Regions from separate parts of the Mus musculus genome. Here all the other regions are linked to region 2. A link is a contact called in public Hi-C and HiChIP or PLAC-seq data. All regions are on one chromosome and are shown on one strand. Each heading gives the region's core, a stretch centred on a gene start, on an enhancer-like site or on the middle of the called end of the contact. The rest is flanking DNA. Distances are from core to core; before and after follow the strand shown. Region 1 overlaps Fanci (Fanconi anemia, complementation group I). Region 2 holds the start of Fanci (Fanconi anemia, complementation group I). Region 3 overlaps Abhd2 (abhydrolase domain containing 2).

Region 1 (3,408 bases), core at 134-2,633, 56 kb after region 2:
GTTGCTCTGGCTAGCCTAGAACTATGTACTTGAGGCTCTCTGTACAAAGGGCATGTGTCACCACGCTCAGCTTATCATTTTTGTATGAGTTTATGGTCACACTGACTTCATAAAGCATCCTGTAGAGACTCAAGACAGCTGTGAGTCTTGGTCCTGTTTTAGTCAGCAGTTATTGGCAGTGCACAGGTTTACTTGGAGACTCAACAGGGTGCCACCTCAGCCACAAACCGGAGATGGGTCCCATCCCATGTGTTCAGGTGAAGTCCCTTCTTAATACAGGACCTTACTCTTTACCCCTGCTTCCTAGGACTTTTTCTACCAGCACCTCCAAAACCTTTTCGAGCATAACACAAGAATCAACCTGTGTACCTTCTGTGTAGCTTCACCAGTACAGTCTCTCTGCTTTCAGAAGCTTCCTTGCCCCTACTCCGCTGCTGGAAAGTTAAAACGGAAGCCTTTTAAGATGAAGGTTTCCTGTTTCACTCAAACTGGGTGGTTTCTCCCATCTCTTCTTAGATCTTGGCTTTCTTTTGCCCTGTTAGTATTTTGTTGCTATTATTTCAGACAGGGTTTTTACAGTGTAGCTTTCTGCCTGTCCTGGGTCATGGTCCTGTAGCATGACTGGCCTAGAACTCAAGGAGACCCACCTGCCTCTACCTCTTCTGTGGGACTAAAGGTGTACACCAATACCAGTTCTTCCTGTCTAAGAGATTCATACTAGTTACAACTCAAGGAAGTGTCTCTGTGACCCTTTATAACTTCCGAAGTGTAGTGACTATATTGTGTATAAGATTACCTCTAAGACTGGCTGCAGACCTCTGCATAGCCCTAGTCAGCTGTTCCTGCTACCTTAATCCTATCTGTATAGTAGCTTAGTGGCTACACTGATATGGTACTTCCAAGAATATACATACCCAAGGAGGCAGACATTCAAGGGATGGAGATATATATCTCACAACTTTTGTGCTTCCCAGATATAGCATCTTGAAGAATAAGACAATGTTTCTGTTTCTTTAGAATAAGAGCAGTGACGCCCCAAAGTGCTCAGAAAAGGAGAAGGCTGCAGTGAGCACAACCATGGTAAGCTCCCCCTGGCCACTCAGACCCACGGGTCTTGTTGGACATTAAAAAAGCAAGAGTGGAAATGGCGCTCCATAAGGGTCTAAGAATTGGCGAGTGCAGGAAGGGGGTAAAGTTACTATATTTAGGAAATGGGGCTGTAACAATTCCTTTTAGGATATACAAAGGCCTAGGCACAGGATGGTCCTCACCACGTGGTTTCTTAAAGGAAATAAAGCTAATGTCCAGAAGACCAGCCAAATAAGTTAACAGTGTATGTCATTGTTAAAAGTGGGGGTGGTGGCACTTATCTGAAGTCCAGGCATGAAGAGTGGGAGGTCAGTCTAAGTGACTCGGGAAACTACACAGTATACTCATTTTAGGGACTAATCTTAGCAATGTAAATTCATTTGACTATCAGAAAAAAGAAATACAGCATGTGCCAAAGTGGGTTCCTTCTTGAGAGATGCTACATAAAAACCTCAAAAGCCACTGAACCTGAAATGTCTTATATCTTTTTACTCTTAGGCCAAAGTTCTTCGTGAAACCAAGCCAATCCCTAACCTTGTCTTTGCCATTGAACAGTATGAAAAATTTCTTATCCAACTGTCTAAAAAGTCCAAGGTAAAAATGTTCTTTATTTCCACTCTCATTTACTGCTGGAAGGAGTCTAGCAAGCTCTGTGGCAGGCAGCACAGCTAGAGGTGGTCAAGGTGAATGTCATCTGGTAAAAGCAAAGGGTCCTCCAAGTACACACTGAAAGGACCTTCTGCTGTCCCAGGTAAACCTGATGCAGCACATGAAGCTGAGTACTTCTCGGGACTTCAAGATCAAAGGCAGTGTCCTCGACATGGTTCTTCGAGAGGATGAGGAAGACGAAAACGAAGAGGTTGGTGCCTACTTCTGCTATGCTTTTGGTATATATTTCTATGAAAAGTAGCAGACAAACTCCCCTGTCCTGGGGTCCTGTTTCTACAGCATTCTGGCTGGCTTTTACACCCTCCCTCAAGGTAGGCCCATTCATCACCTGAGCCCAATGTGGGTTCCATTTTAAGTTTGTAAAAGCTAGAAATAATATCAGTAGACAAGACCCAGTCAAAATTAGACATTTATATAAAATAATCTGGCTAGCCGGCTGATGCGGAGTTCCGTACATCACTGTGCCCCAGGCCGTCTGTAGCTGTGATGCTCCGGGCTCCCAGCATCTCGTCCATCTACTCAGGACGGAGTTCTAAGTCACAACCTGGGCAGCAGACGGGAAAGCACAACTGTTCCAGGAGTTTGGTGTTTGTTTTTATTCCCATCACCTTAGAACAAGGTTGTCAAAATTTCTACTCTCCCCTTCTAGGGCACTGCATCAGCACATACACAGCAGGACAGAGAACCAGCCAAGAAGAGGAGGAAGAAATGCCTGAGTTAATGTGACCTTTGGGGCATCTGCTTCATTTGTGCCCAACAGTACCCCTTGTCACACAGCCTGCACTGATGTTGGTGTCCTGGTTCTGAACGCACTGAATTGTGCCTTCCGTTAGGAGGACTTTCCTGGGCAGGTCCTGCTACAGAAAAATGGCTGCCTTTTGCAAAAAAGCACATCTGAAAGCCTGAGTTTAGGAACCTGCACCGCTCCAATAAAGCTCCACAGGAGCAAATACAGAACCTCCAGACAGAGCTAGGGTCCAGGCTGGCTTCGTTTTTCCAAGGAGCCTTTGGTGAGTTCAATTATCTGGTAAATATCCAGTGCTTCACCTGTAAGACGGTGGAAATTGGTTAGGATGCCTCCAGAATTGTGACTGAACTCAGAAATGAGAATCTGAATGTTGGGGTCAAAGACAGTGGGTGTGAGGGAGTCTTTGAGAGTGGCAGCTTGTCTTATTATAACACAAGCTTTCTAACCAACTCTGGCATTTTCAGCACAGATACATTTTTTCCACATAAGAATGCACTTTGGCTTATACAATAAAACTTTAAACATTTCTGGTGTAGTTTTGAAAATGGGTCAGCGTACATGGAACATTTGAAATTCTAACATCTTCATTTACTATGAGCCACCCTCTGCAACAGTTCCCTTTGTGATTTGAATATCATATTCATTTTAGAATACTGCATAAGTTAAATGCATGTTTCTTGCCGAGAGCCCCGAGGTTCTAAGCTACTTCCCATTCTACATGTAGAGGGAACAAAGAGTGCACTCACCCTGGGGGATCCCATATCTCCTTTCCATCCCAGTTGGGTTAGAAGGAGTTTTACAGTCCATGGTCACTTCCTTCCTGAGGCACTGGTCAATGTCTACTGCACTGAAAAAGGCGACTGACTGGGGCAGATCATTCAGACCCAGCTTATAGGCAAACA
Region 2 (3,291 bases), core at 632-3,131:
GTAGAAGCAGGAGGATTAGGAGTTCCAGGCCTGTTAACACCTTAGCATTACTTCTAGGCCCCGCCCAGCAGTTACCTAGCAACTGCCAGGTAAACTGGGGTTGCTATAAAAGGGACTGTTTGGTCTCTCTTCACTTTCTGACTTTCTCTCTCTGACCCCCTTTTCTCTCTCTGACTCCTTTCTCCCTCTCCTGCCCCACTCCATGTTCCTGGCCAGCGTCTTCTCTTTGTCTCTTTGTTCCAGCTCCATATCTTTCTCTCATTCTATCTCTCCCCTCGCTCTTTCTCTGTCTCTACTCCCTTCTCAACCCCCCTTCAACAGAATAAACTCTATGCTATACTAGACCTATGGCTGGTACCTTGCAGGGAAGGATGCCTTAGCGTGGGCCCACTGAGGTACCCTAACCCACTGCACCGTACCTCGCTCTTTAAAACATATTGTTGACTTTACAAAACACATCAAGGCCAATCACAGTTATGTCGCAAGTTAAAACCCAGCCTGGGCTAAGTGGGATCCTGACTAAGAAAACATAAGCAAAAAGTTAATGTTGCCGGGCGTGGTGGCGCACGCCTTTAATCCCAGCACTCGGGAGGCAGAGGCAGGCGGATTTCTGAGTTCGAGGCCAGCCTGGTCTACAAAGTGAGTTCCAGGACAACCAGAGCTATACAGAGAAACCCTGTCTCAAAAAACCAAAAAAAAAAAAAAACAACAACAACAAAAAAAAGTTAATGTTAATAAAAAAACAGGTAGCCAGGCAATGGTGGCACATGCCTTTAAACCCACCATTGGGAGGCAGTGGCAGGTGGATTTCTGAGTTCGAGGCCAGTCTGATCTACAAATTGAATTCCAGGACAGCTAGGGATATACAGAGAAACCCTGTCTCAAAACAAAACAAAAACCAAAAATTAATAAATAAAATAAATTAAAAACAGGTACTATGTTATTCATGTATCGGGGTAGACATTCATACAAACAATTTAATAAGTGTTATTAGATGCACACATGGAATGCTTATTTAATCTGTATAGATTGTTAACAGATTTACAGCTGAATGGTGCAGTCCTAGAAGGAGTTTGGAACTAGAAGGAGTTTGGAAGGAAGGTTTTGTGGGAAGATGGGATGAAGCCATCTGTTTCTTTAGTGAAGTAAAGGATTCCCCTCAGGGATCGCCCTCACCCTCAGCTGCTGGTTTTTAACAACTTCTCATATTTCAGTGTGGAGACCTAAATGTAGAAGAGTGATTCCCGAGAGGAATCCTTTGCTTCACTAAATAGTAATGCCTCTGCTTCTCCTCTACCATCCTAAGCACCTTCACATGCTTAGCTAGCCAGGAGCTTGTTGATTCTGGGCACTGTGCACAAGCTGCACCCTCAATCTAAAGTAGAATTTCGGTCCACTGCTTCATTGATCTTGACGGTGCACTCAGGTGGTTATTTACGAATGTATTGAACATTCACTGCTTCTGGGACGGACGGACACACACACTCACACTCACACTCACTCTCACTCACTCACTCACTCACTCACTCACTCACTCACTCACTCACTCACTCACTCACTCACTCACTCACTCATGCGGGCGCGCGCGAGGTGCTTCCGATGCAAAAGACCTGACCCTCCATCAATTGGTTCAATCTCTTCTGCACTGACTTCAACTACAGAGCTCTAAGAAAGCTTAACCCGGCCATACCATAACGCGCATGCTACTCTGAGGTTCCCCCCAAAGCGTGTGAGCCGGTTGCACCTCCCTCTCCCGCGAATTTGGGCCATCATCTCCGCAAAGATTCCCCCACTTTGTCATCTAAAATGGTACGCCCTACAGAGTTAGGAAGTCGGAAGTGCACCTCGGGGGCGGGACCTGTTGCTCTGGGCAACGGAAGTGCGGCTGCGTGGAGTAGAGCGGGAATTTTGGAAGGATCCCGAGCTGAGGTTGAGGTGACTGTTCAGGGTCTGTGCTTACAAGGAGGGAGGAAGTGGGACGGTGAGGACAGGCAGGGTCCCCTTGCGACGTGGCGTCCCGCCGTGCCTGGTTTCTGCGCAGGGGTCGGGGACATCAGCTTTGGCGGGTTTTTGCGAGGCTCGCTCCGTTCTGCCCTCCCTATTGGCCCTGCCCTGCAGTGTCAGCGCCTGCTTCTGGAGGGTCCCGCAGCCGGGTTTCGCGCGTGGAGCCCAGTGCCAGTGGGAAGAGAGGCCATTGACTTCGCATAGGATAGGCAGGATACTCAAGACGTGCACTGTCGAGCAGAACGGAGCTCCAAAAGCTAACGACCCCACCAGATGTTTTATTTAATTTCTCCATTTACATAGCGTTTATTTTAATATACAAAGCAATCACCCAGCCACCACTATAAGCACTTAGTATATTTTCGGCACCGTATATAGAAGTTAAGGTAGTAAAATCTACATTAGCTGCCTTATTTTATAGTTTCTGTTTCCTTTTAGTTTTGTTTTTGAGTCAGTGTCTTATATTGGCTACAGAGTGTGCCTGGTCATGTTTCCACCTGAGTGCTGGGATTACAGGAGAGCATCAACATGCTAGGTGTATACAAGTCTAGGGTTATGACGTCATCCAGCCCAGGGCGGCAGGCCTGCTAGGCAGTTCTACCGGCAGAGTTACGCCCTCTGGCCCACATCAGATATTTCTTATGTCCTTAATATAAGCTTGTTACTGTGCTCAAGATAACGATAAACCAAACTGGAAATACTCATGGAACTGTAGACCAGTGGGGGACCTAGCCATTAATTTAAAATGTAATATTAGAACTTGCCGGGGGAGGGAGGGGGGCTGGTGAGATGTCCCAGCAGTTAAGAGCATTGACTGTTCTTCCAGAGGTCCTGAGTTCAATTCCCGACAACCACCTGGTGGCTCACAACCATCTATAGGAGGATCTGATGCCCTCTTCAGGCAGGGGGATGTATATGCAGCAGAGCACTCATACATCAAATAAAATTGTTTAAAAAGTTAGTGACATTGTGGAAGGAATTTCACTGGTGTTTGTAGAGGAGGTAACACCGGAGCATCTGAGAGAGAGTGAGTTGAGCCGAGGTCTGAAGACTTTGTAGAAATTGAGAGCAAGGATGGGTATCTTTGTTTCAGATGAGAAATCGTTTATAAGGGTGTTGGGGATTTGAAGGACAGAAAACAATTTATTGTTCTTAGAAGAGTGATAAAATCAGAAACAGAATTAGCTCTGTGTACCTTTTCACGACCTCCGGCTTGGGTGGTGGTTACGTGCATAAGAACATCCTTGGTAGAGAAGGAGTGAAACCCAGCATGAAGCACCCCAGCTT
Region 3 (3,588 bases), core at 368-2,867, 43 kb before region 2:
AACCCTTCCCCCTACTGGTGTATGTGGTATGTGCTTCTGCCAGCCTCCAGCAGTTGCCCTGCTAAGTTTTACTCTTAGGTTGGCTCCCTGACGTCTGGGCTTGCTATTAGAATGTGCTGAATCCTTCGCCTCTGCATGCCCCCCAGCATCTCTGTCTCAGCAGAGCTACAGAGGTATAGCTAGGCTCTGACAGCTTCCCAGGGGACAGTGGCTGAGAGCATCCCCGCTAGGCAGACCAGGCGTAAACACCCTCTCCATTCACACGGCCCCTCTGAGGGTTTCAGAATGAGTTGTCCTCCCTTGCCACCGTATCCCTGTGTCACTAAGAACATTTGTCTGAACCCTGCAGAGCATCCTGGGTGTCCCTGTAGACTTGGGGTTCATCTTCGTTCTGTCCCCAGAGTTGTCAAGAAGGTCCGGTAAATAACATCCTCTGGGCTCTTCACACCATGAATCATTGTACACAGGGGTAGAGCGCCCCAATTTGTAGCTAAGAAGCTAATCAATCCTCAAAGGGCTTAACTCTTGCTGGTATTTATATCTGTCTGTGCATGAACATAGCTGCTTAACGCTCGCCCTGAAAATCTGTTTGGATGCCCAGGAGCATCTAACCCAGTAAATCACAACCCACCTTTAAAAGAGCATTGCAAATGTATTTGACTTGTGTTGTACGTCTGCTCACAAACACTGCTAATGCCCATTTTTTCTCTAATTCAAGGGAGCATCTCTCTCTCACATAGCTAAAAAAAAAAATGTCTGCCTACCTGCGTTTTCTCAGCACACATGCACGCGTGCCTCATTCTTCAGTGCATGGGCACCCAGTTAGCAACACTCCAGCTTGCATTTTCTTCAGTTTCTGTTGTATTGGCAATGGTCAGGTGACCTCTCCTTTTGCCCACAGGCTGCACGTGGGAATTTGGAGCCATGGTGAACTACATCAAGAGGACATATCCCCAGACCCAGCTGGTCGTCGTGGGCTTCAGCCTGGGTGGTAACATCGTGTGCAAATACTTGGGGGAGACGCAGGCAAACCAGGAAAAGGTCCTGTGCTGTGTCAGTGTGTGCCAGGGGTACAGCGCACTGAGGTGAGTCATCCAACACACACACAGAGACACACACACACACACACACACACACACACAGGTTTCTCCCCTTGGGTCCTTCAGTTGACAGTACTTGTTTATAGAGCTCGCCCAGGACAGCAGGGTCCAGGGAGCACCTTGCAGACTGAGCAAAGGTTTCCAACACTTAGGCTCAAATGGGTTTGCCTCCGTGTCGTCCTAGGGCTTGTTACACCTGAGGTCTGTATAGTACTCTAGGATCAGGTCCGTAATCGGATCATCAAAGTGACTGCTGCTTCTCTAGGGAGTCTCGGATCGTGTCTGAGTTTCCAGAATACGGCAGGACTACGAGTTAACAAGAGAGCACAGCAGACAGCAGCATCCGACCCCCTGGGCCTTGTGACCCCCAGGTCCCCCCATCCAGTGGAGGCTTTGAGTCTCAGATGGTGTCGGAAGCAGCTTGTGGAAATCTCCTCAGCAGGTCCTCACCTGAAGGATTCTTCTCTCAGGCATCCCAGCCATCCTCCCAGAGAAGCCGCGGGAGCAAATACCTCAGCCCTTAGTCTCCAGTCAGCAGACACGCTATACAGGATGAGGTCATGTGTGAAGTGCTCAGCACAGCACCCAGCCACAGAACGGAATTGTCGGCTGCATCATTACTGTTCACTGGAAAATTAGAGAGGGTGGGTTAGGTCAGGGGATCCCAGAGGCCAGTCTGGTGAGCCATTGGCTGTCTCGGTTCTTTGAGAATCGCTGGGGTGGCTGGCAGAATGGCTTGGTGAATGAGGGGCTTGCTGGGTAAGTCTGATCCCCAAAACGCAGCTGTCCTCTGACCTCCACTGTGTGCCATGGCATGCTCACCCCCACACATCATCCTGAACACACAATAATAACAAGGAAGGTTTAAAACAGAAGAGTCGCTTGAGGGGATCATGCTAGAAAGAAGCTCAGCCCGGCAGAGCCCCACATCTGGAAACTCTAACTTGGTAAAGCCTGGGAATTTGCCTTCCAGACCCGTTTTGTAGATGGTCCCACGTTAAGCAGTCACTGGGTGTGGTGACCTGAGCAGTCTCTGAGCTCTGGCATTCTAGAACTAGGTTAGCCTCTTGGCCTGTAGATGGCTGAATCCGTATTCCCTTTATCTTGGCCCAGTGAGAAATATTCAACTCCCAGATCATGTCACAGAGATCCAGAGCTAGCCAGAATCTGTCCTGCCCAGCCTGGATAAGAAAAGGATACTCAGGAGGACAGACAGCCTGCCACCTGACCCGAGGGAGCAGGGCCTAGAGATGTGGGGTCCTCCCTGCCTTTACCTGACAGCTGATGTGACAGTCAGCATCCTGTCATCTTTAGTGTTAGAAACCACTAGATTCCCTCCCTGACTTCAGCACCAGGGAGCTTGCTGTAAATGCTAACCTAGTGTGCACAGAGCACTGGGCTTTATAAATAGGAAGCTTGTGACAAATTTGTCCTCTCCTCCCTCCCTCCTGCTCAATGCCCCAATCTTACAAGCACAGGCTTCCTCGCATTTTGCAGCAATAGCGCCATCTGCTGTCAGTAGATGATCAGCACAGTGAACAAAGTAAGGGGTTCAAATAAGATTGAATGCAATAGGAACCTAGGATCTGTGAAATGCGTCTTTTTCCACTCCTTCCCTGTTACCTCTAAGAGTTACATACAGTTGCCTATTGTCACATGAGCCCCGTGCAATGGGGGGTGGCGGGGGGATGGAGTAGGCCGATTCTTTAGTACGTGGTTGACCTATGGCTGAAGCCTGCGTCTGCCACATGGGATGTGGCAGCTCAGAGAAGTGCCTTCTCACCCGGATCAAGCGGCAACAGGGGTCAAAGGTCAAGAGGGGAGGAACCAAGTCGAGTAGCAACAGGTTGTGGCTTGATGGTTAAGAAGAAAAAGGTATTAGGCACGTGTTCCTAGTGGCCCACCTGTGATGATCTTTCTGTACCTGTAGAGGTCCCAGGCACGACAGTGGCTTCCGACCTCCGAAGGTGTGTTGTTCTCCACTGGAAGCCTCAGCTTTTGGTTTCTAAGCACATTACACCTTTATGCTCCCCACTTTTTAAAAAGAAAATCTACTGGAGCAGATCTCAGCAAGCCAGGTGGGCGTCAGGCGTGCTGCTGACAACCAGCTGTGCCTTTCTGGCCTTGGAGGCTTCCTGCAGGGTCGTCTTCAGAGAGACTCTTGGCTTCTCCCCGGATGTTTGAATGCTACACATCAGAGCTGTTATCCAACATGAGAGTCAAAGCCAGCCTGTACTTCCCACAGAGCCCCTCATGCCCGTCATGGAGTCTAACTTTCTGTGGTCCCCGCAGGGCCCAGGAGACCTTCATGCAGTGGGACCAGTGCCGCAGGTTCTACAACTTCCTCATGGCCGACAACATGAAGAAGATCATCCTGTCTCACAGGTATAGGACCCTCTCCTCTGTCTCAGGTGGTACCTTGGTACCTCCCACTAAGACGAGACAAGGAACCTCTCCACATACCATCTTCACCCAGTTGAAGTAGTCC

The links. HiChIP or PLAC-seq counts read pairs in DNA pulled down with a chosen protein or histone mark. A called contact is a pair of places that touch in the nucleus more often than the background predicts.
Region 1: a contact with region 2 is called in a Hi-C map of Sertoli cells, with 2.0 times the contacts expected there. The contact joins the enhancer-like site here to the promoter of Fanci in region 2. A contact is called at or near these places in 1 of 39 promoter capture datasets (Sertoli cells), 1 of 15 datasets of contacts at CTCF or cohesin (CD8 T cells), 10 of 484 Hi-C or Micro-C datasets (the P5424 cell line, Sertoli cells, bone marrow-derived macrophages and 5 more), 19 of 115 datasets of contacts at active chromatin or transcription factors (the 230-238 cell line, CD4 single positive thymocytes, the SCID.adh cell line and 11 more) and 3 of 9 other capture datasets (adipose tissue, liver and pancreatic islet).
Region 3: a contact with region 2 is called in a CTCF HiChIP or PLAC-seq map of the NIH/3T3 cell line, with 12 read pairs. The contact joins the enhancer-like site here to the promoter of Fanci in region 2. A contact is called at or near these places in 1 of 15 datasets of contacts at CTCF or cohesin (the NIH/3T3 cell line), 2 of 115 datasets of contacts at active chromatin or transcription factors (the SCID.adh cell line and embryonic stem cells) and 3 of 9 other capture datasets (adipose tissue, liver and pancreatic islet).

What each region holds. Positions count from the first base shown.
Region 1 is chr7:79,447,233-79,450,640 of GRCm38.p6, forward strand. It overlaps Fanci (Fanconi anemia, complementation group I), which reads left to right. Exons shown (of 38, transcript NM_145946.2): 35 at 1,018-1,080; 36 at 1,588-1,683; 37 at 1,841-1,948; 38 at 2,408-3,032. The coding sequence ends at 2,479. It overlaps Polg (polymerase (DNA directed), gamma), which reads right to left. Exons shown (of 23, transcript NM_017462.3): 22 at 3,253-3,408; 23 at 1-2,805. The coding sequence ends at 2,729. Among named protein-coding and RNA genes, the nearest start is that of Polg, 17 kb to the right of the region's middle. Within about 2 kb of position 1,384, at least 17 of the 459 cell types and tissues checked have an H3K27ac peak or open chromatin away from gene starts, as enhancers often do. A contact at or near this core is called in CD8 T cells and Sertoli cells, where this site is marked.
Region 2 is chr7:79,390,457-79,393,747 of GRCm38.p6, forward strand. It overlaps Fanci (Fanconi anemia, complementation group I), which reads left to right and starts at 1,882. Exons shown (of 38, transcript NM_145946.2): 1 at 1,882-1,935. It also overlaps a transcript of Rlbp1 not described here.
Region 3 is chr7:79,347,359-79,350,946 of GRCm38.p6, forward strand. Abhd2 (abhydrolase domain containing 2) reads left to right here. Exons shown (of 11, transcript NM_018811.6): 6 at 902-1,085; 7 at 3,393-3,485. It overlaps Gm24224 (a long non-coding RNA gene), which reads right to left. Exons shown (of 4, transcript XR_003946649.1): 2 at 765-1,727. Among named protein-coding and RNA genes, the nearest start is that of Gm24224, 4.7 kb to the right of the region's middle. Within about 2 kb of position 1,618, at least 51 of the 459 cell types and tissues checked have an H3K27ac peak or open chromatin away from gene starts, as enhancers often do. A contact at or near this core is called in the NIH/3T3 cell line, where this site is marked.